Regions from separate parts of the Mus musculus genome. Here region 1 is linked to region 2. The links are chromatin contacts, called in public HiCAR-type maps. All regions are on one chromosome and are shown on one strand. Each heading gives the region's core, a stretch centred on a gene start, on an enhancer-like site or on the middle of the called end of the contact. The rest is flanking DNA. Distances are from core to core; before and after follow the strand shown.

What was found. HiCAR-type assays count read pairs that join an accessible place to other places.
Region 1: a contact with region 2 is called in a HiCAR-type map of astrocytes, with 2.9 times the contacts expected there. The contact joins the promoter of Swsap1 here to the promoter of Raver1 in region 2. A contact is called at or near these places in 3 of 115 datasets of contacts at active chromatin or transcription factors (astrocytes, microglia and pancreatic cancer cells).

What each region holds. Positions count from the first base shown.
Region 1 is chr9:21,952,366-21,957,850 of GRCm38.p6, forward strand. Swsap1 (SWIM type zinc finger 7 associated protein 1) reads left to right here and starts at 3,388. Exons shown (of 2, transcript NM_025870.1): 1 at 3,388-3,639; 2 at 4,312-5,485. The coding sequence starts at 3,397. The coding sequence ends at 4,905. It overlaps Gm45914 (predicted gene, 45914), which reads right to left and starts at 3,641. Exons shown (of 1, transcript NR_132099.1): 1 at 2,919-3,641.
Region 2 is chr9:21,087,604-21,093,451 of GRCm38.p6, forward strand. It overlaps Raver1 (ribonucleoprotein, PTB-binding 1), which reads right to left and starts at 4,396. Exons shown (of 13, transcript NM_027911.4): 1 at 4,156-4,396; 2 at 2,647-2,713. The coding sequence starts at 4,374. It overlaps Gm38431 (predicted gene, 38431), which reads right to left and starts at 4,405. Exons shown (of 17, transcript NR_038081.2): 1 at 4,156-4,405; 2 at 2,647-2,713.

The DNA of each region.
Region 1 (5,485 bases), core at 2,138-4,637, 860 kb after region 2:
GTACGTTCAAGACCAGACTAGGCAACTTAGGGAGATGAAAGTCTCAATTTAAAAAGAAAATGAAGGACTGGAGAGGTGGCTCAGTGGTTAAGGTCACTGGCTACTCTTCCAGAGGTTCTGAGTTCAATTTCAGCAACCACATGGTGACTCACAACCATCTGTGATGGGATCCAATGCCCTCTAATGGTGTGTCTACAGTGTCTACAGTGTCCTCATACATTAGAAAAGAAAAGAAAAGAAAAGAAAAGAAAAGAAAAGAAAAGAAAAAAGGACAAGCAGTGGTGCACGTCTTTAATCCTAGCACTCAGCAGGCAGAGGCAGGAGCATCTCTGAGTTTGAGGCCTAGCTGACAGAGCAAGTGCCAGGACATCCAGAGCTACATAGAGAAACCCTGCATAAGAAAAAAAGAAAGTAGTAAATAAGTTAATTCAATAAAGAGTAAAATAAGCAGGAAGGGAGGCTGGAGAAGAACAGCACACATTGCTCTTGCAGCGGGCCTGGATGCAGTCCCAGCACTCATATGGTGGCGCAGCCTTGACTTCTAAGGGCACTAGGCTCACATGGTGCACATAGTGCCACATAATGCATATGGGCAAACTTTTATAGCCATAAAACAAAAATAAACAAAAAAATTAAGTGGGGCTGGGGGGAAAAAAAAGAGGGCCAGGGCTGTGCTCTGCTCAGTGTTCCATGTTCTTTGTGCTTAGCTCAGTGCTCCATGTTCACTTGGCACAGGTGGGGTCCTGAGTGATGAGGGGAAGAGAGGGAGGAGAGACCAAACCAGCAACCAGCCAGCCAAACAATCAAATAAACAAATAAACAAACCCAGAGCTAGACAGAGCCCATAGAGCCAACCCTTCCGGTAAGGCACGTGAAAAGACCCGTGGAGAGTGTGCTGTTGTGATCTGTGCACTTAAAGCTTTGCAGTGTCAGGCTGTGTCTGGGTGGGGGCTGGAGGCTGAAGCATCAGACTTCCTACAACAGTATAACTGTGCTCAGGATGTCTGAAGAATCCCCACCACATAGTCTTCTCAACCTGTGTCCTAGTGTGTGTGTGTGTGTGTGTGTGTGTGCGCGTGCGCGCGCGCAAGGGTCAGGGTGTGGAGTATAAAGTGGGAATATTGTATGGAATGCTTTGTGTCAGGGTTCAGCTGTTTATGTGTGTGGGGGCAATAGAACTCTGAATGCCATAGCATGTGTGTGCATGTGTGTGCATGCAGGGTGTGTGTATGTGCATGGTATGTGTGTTCTGGGGTGTGCATGTGTGTGTGCAGGGTGTGTGTGTGTGTGTGCTCAGGGTGAGGGTGCCCAGCTGTGTGTGTGGGTGTACTGGGGGATGTTGTGAAGCTGTTTTCTGTCCCCAGAGGGAAAGAGTAAGCTCAGGAAATCACAGTTCCGCCCTGTTCCTGGGTCTCCAGGCAACCGTACCACTTTGAAGTTACTAGGAGACAAGGTTTCCAGGGAAACAGGCTTGAGTGACAGCTCACGAGCCAAGTTTGGGTGAAGAGACTGGCTGAGAAATCAGGATCACCCACCACTCACCTTGGTTCCCTCAGTTCTTCCTCTTTCATTCAGTGACTTGACAAGAATTGCACTTTTCCAGTGTGGTCATAGACTCTTGTGAATGAAGCCCTCATTCTCTCTTCTCTCTCTCTCTCTCTCTCTCTCTCTCTCTCTCTCTCTCTCTCTCTTTCTACACACACACAATTTTCTCTCTCCTCTTAATACAAGCAGGCATTAAGAAGGTCCCAGGCCAAAAAGAAAGTTAGATGACAGGCCTCTTAAAGGGCCCTCATACAGGGAACCTGGGAGAGGTCTCAGTATGTACAGTGCAGGATGTACAGGCACGAGCCTGAGAGTCGACCCATTTAAACACTGGACACAGGATCGGTCTCGTGGTGGGGCTGTGACGGTCATCCAGTCTGACATACACAGCAGTGAACAAGACACACTGTGCAAATGAGCTAGAAGGTAAGGACTGACCTCCACACGCTAGGTGGCACAGGTAATCCTGCACACGCCCACACAAAAAAAGATTTTTAAAAAATCCCAGAAATCGGGGCCAGTGAGATGGCTTAGAGGACTCTTGCCACCAGCCCTGAAGATCTGTCATCCAGGGGCTGGCGAGATGGCTCAGCGGTTAAAAAACACTGACTGCTCTTCCAGAGGTCCTGAGTTCAATTCCCAGCAACCACATGGTGGCTCACAACCATCTACAATGGAATCTGATGATCTCTTCTGTCATGTAGGTGTACATGAAGACAGAGCACTCATATACATAAAATAAATAAATAAATCTTTTTTTAAAAATCTGTCATCCAGGGGACACACATGGTGGGGTAGAAAGAACTGCATCCCATCCCAGAAGTTGTCCTCAGAGTGCATGCACTCTGTGTCAATGGGAGTATATACACACTCACACCAACTAAATAAATGTAATCACCCCTCCCCCCATGGAGGGCAGAGTGCCTGCTCAGCATGGACAAAACCCCGAATTTCACCCCCAGCCTTGTATTAACTTATCATAGTGGCACAGGCTAAAATGTCTGGGACCCTACCAAAAAATAAAATTCCCCATATTCAACTATGCAGAGACAAGCAAACAGGTCTCTGTGAACTTTGCTTCGGTGACATCAGCAATTGTTCACACCAACGCATTACAATGATCACATGGAATCACAATATTCATTTTGCAGGTGGGCAAGCTAAAAGTCTGGTTATCATCATCATTATTATTATTTTTAAAGATAGGTGCTCATGTAACTCAGGCTGGTTGCAAACCTCAATATATATCTAAGGGAACCTACTTTTTTTTTTTTTTTTTTTTGAGACGGTTTCTCTAGACTGGCCTTGATCTTAAGAGATTCACCTGCCTCTGCCACTCAAGTACTGGAATTAAAGGTGCGCGACACCACCGACCGGCTTCTACTTTTTTTAATGTTTAGATTTATTTTTACATGAGTGTGTGTATAAGCGCGGGGCCATAAATATATGGGTGCCACGTGTCCGCGGAGTCCAGAAGAGGGCGTCGGATTCCCTCACACTGTACTTGTGCATGGCTGTGAATCACCTAGTAGATGGTGGGAACTGAACCCGGGTCTTTTGGAGGAGCAGCCAGTGCTCGTAACGACTGAGCCATTCTCTACAGCTCCGACCTAGAGCCTGGGCGTCTCTTTGGAGCACGTTTGGACCCTCGACCTTCCTTTCCTTTTAATCGATCACACGGCTTCTTGCAGCAATTCCCTCAAAGTACCCACTTCCTCCACGCTCCGTGTTTTGATCATTGGCTGACAGCTCCAGCGACGAACTTAGTCTGTGAACTATAGCCAATGAGGCCTCTGTGTGGGCGGGCCCAAGATGAGATATCGCTTTTGATTGGTCAGCGGCACTCAGCAAATGGCGGAGGCGCTGAGGCGGGTGCTGAATGCCGGCTGCGCGGCAAGGCCAGGAGAGGATGGCGCTGCCGGGCCGCCATTGCTGTTGCTCGGCGCTCCGCGCTCTGCGCAGACGTCGCTGCTGTTTGCAGCCGCCCTTGAGGCGGCAGGGGAAGGCCGCGGGTCCGTCCTCTTCGTGACGCGAAGGCCCCTTCAGAGCCTGCCGCTCAGTACACCCACAGCGCGAGAGCATTGGCGGCTCCAGGTAAACGGAGGGCTGGACCTGGCAATGCGTTACCCAATGGCGGGCTAGTTCGCGCCTGAGTGACAGTTCGATAGGCAAATGGCAGCGTGAATCGTAGATTCACAACTAAATCGTCATAAAGCGTCTGTGGAAGTGGTGGGTGGAAGAGGCGGAGTAGGGTCGTGGGACGGGACAGTGCGGGTTTAGTTAAGATGAAGTGAAAGACCGTCCTGTGGTCGGGCGGCATTGGTGAGCATGGGTGACAAACCAAAACAAACCACCAAAAACAACAACAAAAAAATACGGACTGGGATTAACTGAACAGAGAATTTACCTAACATGCGCGAAGCCCTGGGTTCTTTCTATCCCTTTAACCAGACTTGATAATATATGCCTGGGATTCAGTTCTCAGAAGTGTCAGGCCATCCTTGGCTACAAAACGCGTTTGCGATCATCCTGGGTCACATGAGGCCCTGTATTAAAGAAAAAAAATGTTTTTTCCTTAAATAATCTTGAGCAGTGACAACTGCTGGAGAAGGGCAGGTGACAAGGGTGAAGTATTTGAGCTGGTGCTTCATCCTGGAACTTTATATATGGACCATGAGAGCCTAGACCGGAAAGTATAGAAGTGAGGTAGCCATAATAGGGAGTTTTGACCTCCTATATTAAGTCTAGCCTTTTCCTATCTTCTAGAAGGTTCGTTTCCAGTACCCATCCTCAATTCAAGAGCTTCTCCAGCTGCTGGCCTCTGCCCATGAGGCCCCAGCACCGACCCCATCCCTTCTACTCCTGGACGGCCTGGAAGAATATCTCGCAGAGGATCCCAGTGCCCAGGAAGCCGCCTACTTGGCTGCATTGCTTCTGGATACTGCTGCCTTCTTTAGCCACCGTCTTGGAGCCAATGGCAGTTGTGGGCTTGTTGTGGCCCTTGAAACCCAGAAAGAAGCAGAGGCCGATGCCCCACATCTGCCATTACTTAAGCGATATTTTCCTGCACAGTGCTGGTTGCAGCCAGATGCCCTAGGCTTGGGACAGCATTGCTGCCTTCGAGCCAGCCTAGAGTTGGGCAAACTGAGCCCTAGGACAGAGTGGTCAGTGAGTTTCTTACCCTGTGGAGAGATGAAGGTCACCCCATGGCTTGCCCAGGCTTCTAAGCTCAGCCCAGAGAAGAAAGATTCAAGTGCTGGAAGCCAGTCCTTAACTTTGGGATGTGACAACCTCCCTGGTCCTGGGTCTCCCTTGGATGGGATACTTACTTCAGAGACAGGTGCAGATTCAAAGACCTGAAAAATGTAGATTTTCTGTTTATAAACTAGCATTATTGTCATCAGGGCTGGCAAGATCCCTTGGCAACAGGCACGGTAATTTGACTGATTCCCGGGACCCTCGTGGTAGAAAGAACTGACTCCTGCAAGTTGTCTTCTGACCTCCACATTTGGGTGGAAACACACAGCCCTCCACACTAATGATAAATTAGTAATGAGACCTTTAAGATAAGTAAGGCCAGCAGAGCCTTCCTTTGCCCACTCACCGTTGTCAATGAGATTCAGCCATGTTTCCTAGTGCAGGTCTTTTTATCTGCTGCATTTTTTATCCAGGCAGGCTCTCTAAGTCAGGCCAGCCTCAAACTAGATCCTTAGCTGAGGCTGTCCTTGAACTCCTGATCCTACAGCCTCATCTCTTGAGGGCGGGGCCTATCGAGTATGCTCCTGTTCTTGGCTCCTCTTGCACATTCCTTGGGTGCCCGTATCCCAGTTACCTCTATGTGTTGGCTTACGTAGTCATCCACATGACCTTGCACATGTATTTAGGGTGTACAGTTCGGAGTGGATCCACTCCACATAGAGTATGCACACATTTAGCTTGC
Region 2 (5,848 bases), core at 3,146-5,645:
TTAAAAGTGTTCATCTTTAGCACCACAAAATTAAAAAACAAAACAAAGATAAGGACTAAGGATGTACTTAGGCAGTAGAGCACTTTCCTAGCATTCAAGAAGTCCTAAATGAAATCTCTAGTAAACCACACACGCACATGTGCGCTCACACACACTCACACTCACTCACTCACACACTCACACACACACACACACACACAAGAATACAACAAATACTCACTCAGTAGTTGGTCTCCAGAGCCGTGTTCTGCCCCTCTGGTCTCCTCACTCACAATCCTTTTCACAGCCACAGGAGCCTTGTTCAGAGACCCTCCTGAGGCAGCCCAGCTCGGGTGCTCCCAGCTCCCCTAACAACACTCAGTACTGCTTTCTGGTGCCTGCCGGGCTCCTCCTGCCTGAGCTCTGCCCACTTACTTACCTGACTGCCCTACCAAACCTAAGCTAGTTCCTCTCTTAGATCCTGGCTCTGTACCCCTGTGCCCCTACTGCTTTTGATCCCATAACCTCATTTTGCCTTCTTCCTGCCTTTCTGAAGGCCTCATGTACCTCAGCCTGTCCTCAAGTGTATTATGTAGCCAAGAGTAGTCTGATCTGATGCTCTGCCTCCAACGTTAGAGCACAACTTTCAAAACAGCTTTACCCACTGGGCCATCTCACTTGCTCCCAGGATGGTATTTGCTTACTTGCTTTCTGCTTCCTTTTTGTTTGTTTGTTTGTTTCCTGGCTGACCTGAGCTAGATTTATAGGCCAGACTGGCCTCAAATTCAGAGATCAAGCTATCTCTGCAGTCCAAGTGCGAGGATTAAAGCTGTGTGCCACACCCTACCATGTTATTTTCTAAAAGGGACTTAAATATCCTTGGCTTTTGGTATGCTCCAAGCCCTGTGGTGGGATGACTGCACCAGGTCTGCTTTGTTGATACCTAGACTCTTTTTCTTGCATGTGTATGAGTATGGTAAACAGGCATACATGCATGTTTACAGTGAGTGTACGCACAGGTATAGGTAGAAGTTGTCTCTTATTTAATGCTTGCTAATTTGGCTAATCTACCTACCCAGCTTGTTCAGGAGACTGGCTCCACCTCCCACACACTTCTATTACAAGTGGGTCATCATGCCAGCCCACCCAGCATTCCTGTAGCTGCTGGGGTTCCAACTGCAGTCCTCATGCTTATCTGACAAATGCTGAGCCATCTCCCCAGCCTTCAGCAGCTGTGCTCTAAGTAGTCTGTGTCAGGCACACTCAGTCTGCATCCACTGCTGTTACTCCTATACAATCCCATAGAGTAAACACAGACCAAGATTCCAACCTGTGACCACGCCTCCAATGGCCAGGATCTTAACCACTGCCTGGCCTGTCAGGTAGGTGTTAGAAGGGGCACATTCCTCTCCACATTAAGTTGTCAGAAGGTGCTCCATGGTCTAAACACCTGGCACAATGCAGGAAAGCATAGACATTCACTGATGGCCTTCACAGGGGAAGTCAACGCTGCCAAGTCTTACCCCAAGGGCATAGGGCTGAGCACTCCATACAGCCTATGGCAGAGTAGGGTGCCCAGTGGGCCTGGGTTAGGAAGAGACAAGTAAGAGCACTGGGGAGCTGAGCACACTGACACACGGATCACAAGCCTTGCACTTTGCAAGCGGAGGCAGGGGGGTGTCTTGATGTTTAAGGCCAACCCACTTATACAATAAATTTAACTCTAATCTGGGTTATATGAGACTCTGCTTTAAGTAAAACCTAAAGTCCAAAACCAAAAATGGGGCTGGAGAGATAGCTCAGCACTTAAAGAGTACTTGCTGCTTTTGCAAGGATGGGGTTTGGTTCCCAGCACCAACACGGCAGCTTATAACCCTCTTTAACTCTGGTTCCATGAAATCTGGTGCCCTCTGCCAGCCTCAGTGGGCACCAAACACGCAAATGGTGCTCAGGCAAAACACCCATACACATCAAATAAAGAAAACTACAACATAAGAAAAGGCAAAGGAGTGGTACAAGCTAAAGGAATGCTACAAGCTTTAGGATACTGGGCACACCATGAACCCCAGAACAATCTGGGCTACAGCCTAAATCCATGCCTCAAAGAAAGGAAAGAAGAAGGCTGGAAAATGGAGTCTGCTGCCATACCTAAGCCCGAGTTCCAGCCCCAGACTCTCATGAGTATATGCATGCTCTCCTATGCACCCGTCATCACAGCCCTCCTCATAGTCTAAGATAGAACTGCCCAGAATATACAGCAAGACAGAACCACGAGAGATCCTGCCTCAGCAAGGGGAAACTGACTTTAGAACATTGTCCTCTAACTTCCACACTAGCTGCCTATGCTAACACACACACACACACACACACACACACACACACACACACACAATAGATAAAGGAACTGACAAGGGTGGGTGGTGCCTGCCTTTAATCACAGTACTCAAGAAGCAAAAGCAGGTAAGTGGATCTCTAGGAGTTCAAGGCCAACCTCAGCTTCATGTGAGTCCCCGCCTCAAAAAAATTAAGACACGGACAGACAGAACAAGGATCTGCTTCCTCTGACACAACACAGGACCCACAATTCAGAACAGATGCTGAGCCAGGTCCTGTTACCACTGGGGACTGTCATGTCATAATTGCCCTGTCCATCCATGACCCACAAACCTGTCCCTTTGTATTTGTCCACGAAACAGTACTTGAGTTCGTAGTCGCTCAGGAGGTCATGTACTTCCTGCAGAGACACAAGCAGAAGCCGGGGAGTCACTGGGCAAGGCCGCCTACAGGTGGACCCTCCATTCAAGCAGATAAATGAATAGCTGTTTGTCCATACAGCTATCTTCTACAATCTATCTTGTGCAGGGCAAGACTGCAGATTACATGCTAGGAACACCAACAACTCAAACTGCACACCTTCAAGGAGGCTGCCCAACTTGTCTGATTCCCCTGTGCAAGGTTGAAACCGGTCCACAGCTAATTATGAAGCCATTTTCTCCAAGAGGAAAACAGCTGAGGCTGTAAGAAGTGAAACACACAAACTATCATGACAACAGGGGGCATGCTACCCAGGGGTACCTGGCCAGGGCTGTCATGACAACAGGGGGCATGCTACCTGACCAGGGACCCCACTCACTTATCTGACCCTACACTGTGTGGGTGCAGGGGCCACCCAAACTCCCTCATGTTGACAGGGCTGCTGTTTTGAATGCTGGCTTCCAGGGCAAGTTGCCTGGCTTCCTTGCACCAAATGACCTGTGTATGAGCCCAAGGAGATAGGGCTGGCAGTTCCAGATATGCAGGACACCATGCACACAAGTGTCTATTCCTTGTCTGGTCCTTTATTGTGTTCCCCAACACCTCTGCAGCTTCACTAGCCATGTGCCTATAGAGCAGGGGGTACTAGGGTGAGCCAGTGAGCAGACAATTTAGCAGCAATCAGAAAGGGCCTATCCCACCACCACCGGGCAGGGCAACAGAGATACCACTTTCTTGGGTCCAAAGAGCATTGCACACCCTGCTCTACATGGGTTCCCAATAGAAGGGCAGTCCCGGCAGACAAGATTAGCCACAGGGAAGTGCCACAGAATACAACCCCCGCCCCCCACCGCGGCATGTTCATGTCGAAAGGAGACTTCATTTTCCCAAATCAATTCTAGTAGGCATTGAGGGATGCAGCTCCAACTTCCGGGTCTACCTCTAAAAGGTGTCGATTATGCTTGATAAGAAAAGCCATGCTCTTAATTCTGAAACTTCCAGATTTGAGCTCCTGTCACCCGAAGGCAGAGGAGGGAAACAACCCTCTGAATATGCATGGGTCAGTTGGAATCTATTTCAATCAATCTATTCACAGTCTCCCGTACATATTTCAGCAGGGCCACAGCTGCCTGCCCCTTCCAACTACCTGCAACCTTCAACCACTTGGCCTCTCCCAAGTCCGATGGTCGCCCCTAGCAACGTCGACCAGCACTTTAAAGTGTTTTCTTTTTTTTCTTTTTCCTAACCATGCCCTTTCCACTTCGTTCTTAATGTTTCACGACCCTGGGAGAGGATATGACACTGGGGAGAGCCCCCACTCACAGCAGCGTTGGTACCGCCCGGTTTCCACCCCCCCGCCCGCGTGCGCGCGCACGCGCACCGTGGTGTTTCCCGCCACGCTCTCACCCCCACCCCCCATACCTGGTTGGTCACGTCCCCCGGGAGGCCTCGGATCAGTATCTTGCGGCGGTTACGGAACTGGCGCTCAGTGTGTTCCAGGCGTTTCCGGATCTCTTCCGGATCGAGCGGCGGCAACTCTTGTTCGGGCGCCCGGCGATCGACGGTCTCGGGAGTTTCCGCTTCGGCCTCCGCCTCTGGGCTCAGCGGCGGCCGGTGAGTAACGGACACGTCGGCCGCCATCTTGGGAAACCCGGCGCCTTCTGGGACCAGCGAGCTCAGGGCGGAGCGACATAGAGCGGCAAGGAGGTCGCGTGTAGTGATTGGTTGGTGGAAGCCCCGCCTCTCTCCCGGCCCCTTTCAGCGTATTGGCTAGAACCAGCCCCGCGAGCGTTGCCCCCTTCCCCTGACTCTGGGCCATTGAATAAAAGGGCGGAGCTGCAACATGGAGCCGCCTTACAAGGCAGGATTGAGAATAGGCAGGCGTGAATCCCTAACACCGCCTTAAGAGTTGGTCAGGTGCACACACCTGTAATCTAAGCCCTTTAGAGGGGAAGGCAGATCTTATGATGTCATCCACAGTTACAACGGAAATCAAATTCATGAGGATCCTGTCTCAAAAGAGAAAATGAAACGACAGACAAAAATTAGGTGTACTGATGTACGCATGCAATTCCAGCACTTTAGAAATGGAAGCTGCCAGGCAGTGATGGCGCACGCCTTAAATCCCAGCACTTGGGAGGCAGAAGTAGGTGGATTTCTGAGTTCGAGGCCAGCCTGGTCTACAGAGTGAGTTCCAGGACAGCCAGGGCTACACAGAGACATCCTGTCTCGAAAAACCAAAATGGAAGCTGCAGGACTTGAAGTTCAAAGTCATTCCCTACTATACAACTCAAGTTTGAGATAAACCTGATTCAAAAAAGAAAAACAAACAACCAAATAACAACGACAAATGCTGGCATTATTTTCAGCACTCTGAAGGCCTAAGCAGCCTGGTCTACATAGTAAGTCAGGGTTTCAAAAAACAAAGAAAAAAAGGACTAACTGCTAAGCATGGCAACCCCTGAGTTTCATTTCCAGCAGACTTGGTAGGGGTAGTAGAGATAGACAGCACAGGAAGCAAAAAGTTAAACAGGAGCTGGGGAAGGAACTGGCAAAAGACACAAGGAAGAAAAGATCAGCAGTTTATAATGACAGACATGGATCTCTCTAGCACCAGAAAACTACTTTCAGGAGTCTATGGGCAAGTGCTAATGTGTGTGTGTGTTTGTCTTTCATGACAGGGTTTCTCTGTGGCTGTCCTGGAATAACTTACTCTGTAGACTAGGCTGGCCTTGAACTCACAGAGATCCACCTGCCTCTGCCTCCAGAGAGCTGGGATTAAAGGTGTGCACTATCATGCTGAAAGTTTTATTTTAAAGATTTATTTTTATATTTTTTAATGTGAGTACATTTAATGTGTGTCACTCTCTTCAGACACACCAGAAGACGGCATCGGATCTCATTACAGATGGTTGGGAGCCACCATGTGGTTGCTGGGAATTGAACTCAGGACCTCTGGAAGAGCAGTCAGTGCTCTTAACCACTGAGCCATCTCTCCAGCCCTTGAAGGTTTTATTGATCTGGAACTTGATACGGCCCAATCCTCCTCTCAGTCTGGACCTTGGTCTTCCCCTGTCTCAGGACAACTTACCCTGGGCTGTATCTTTGGACGACA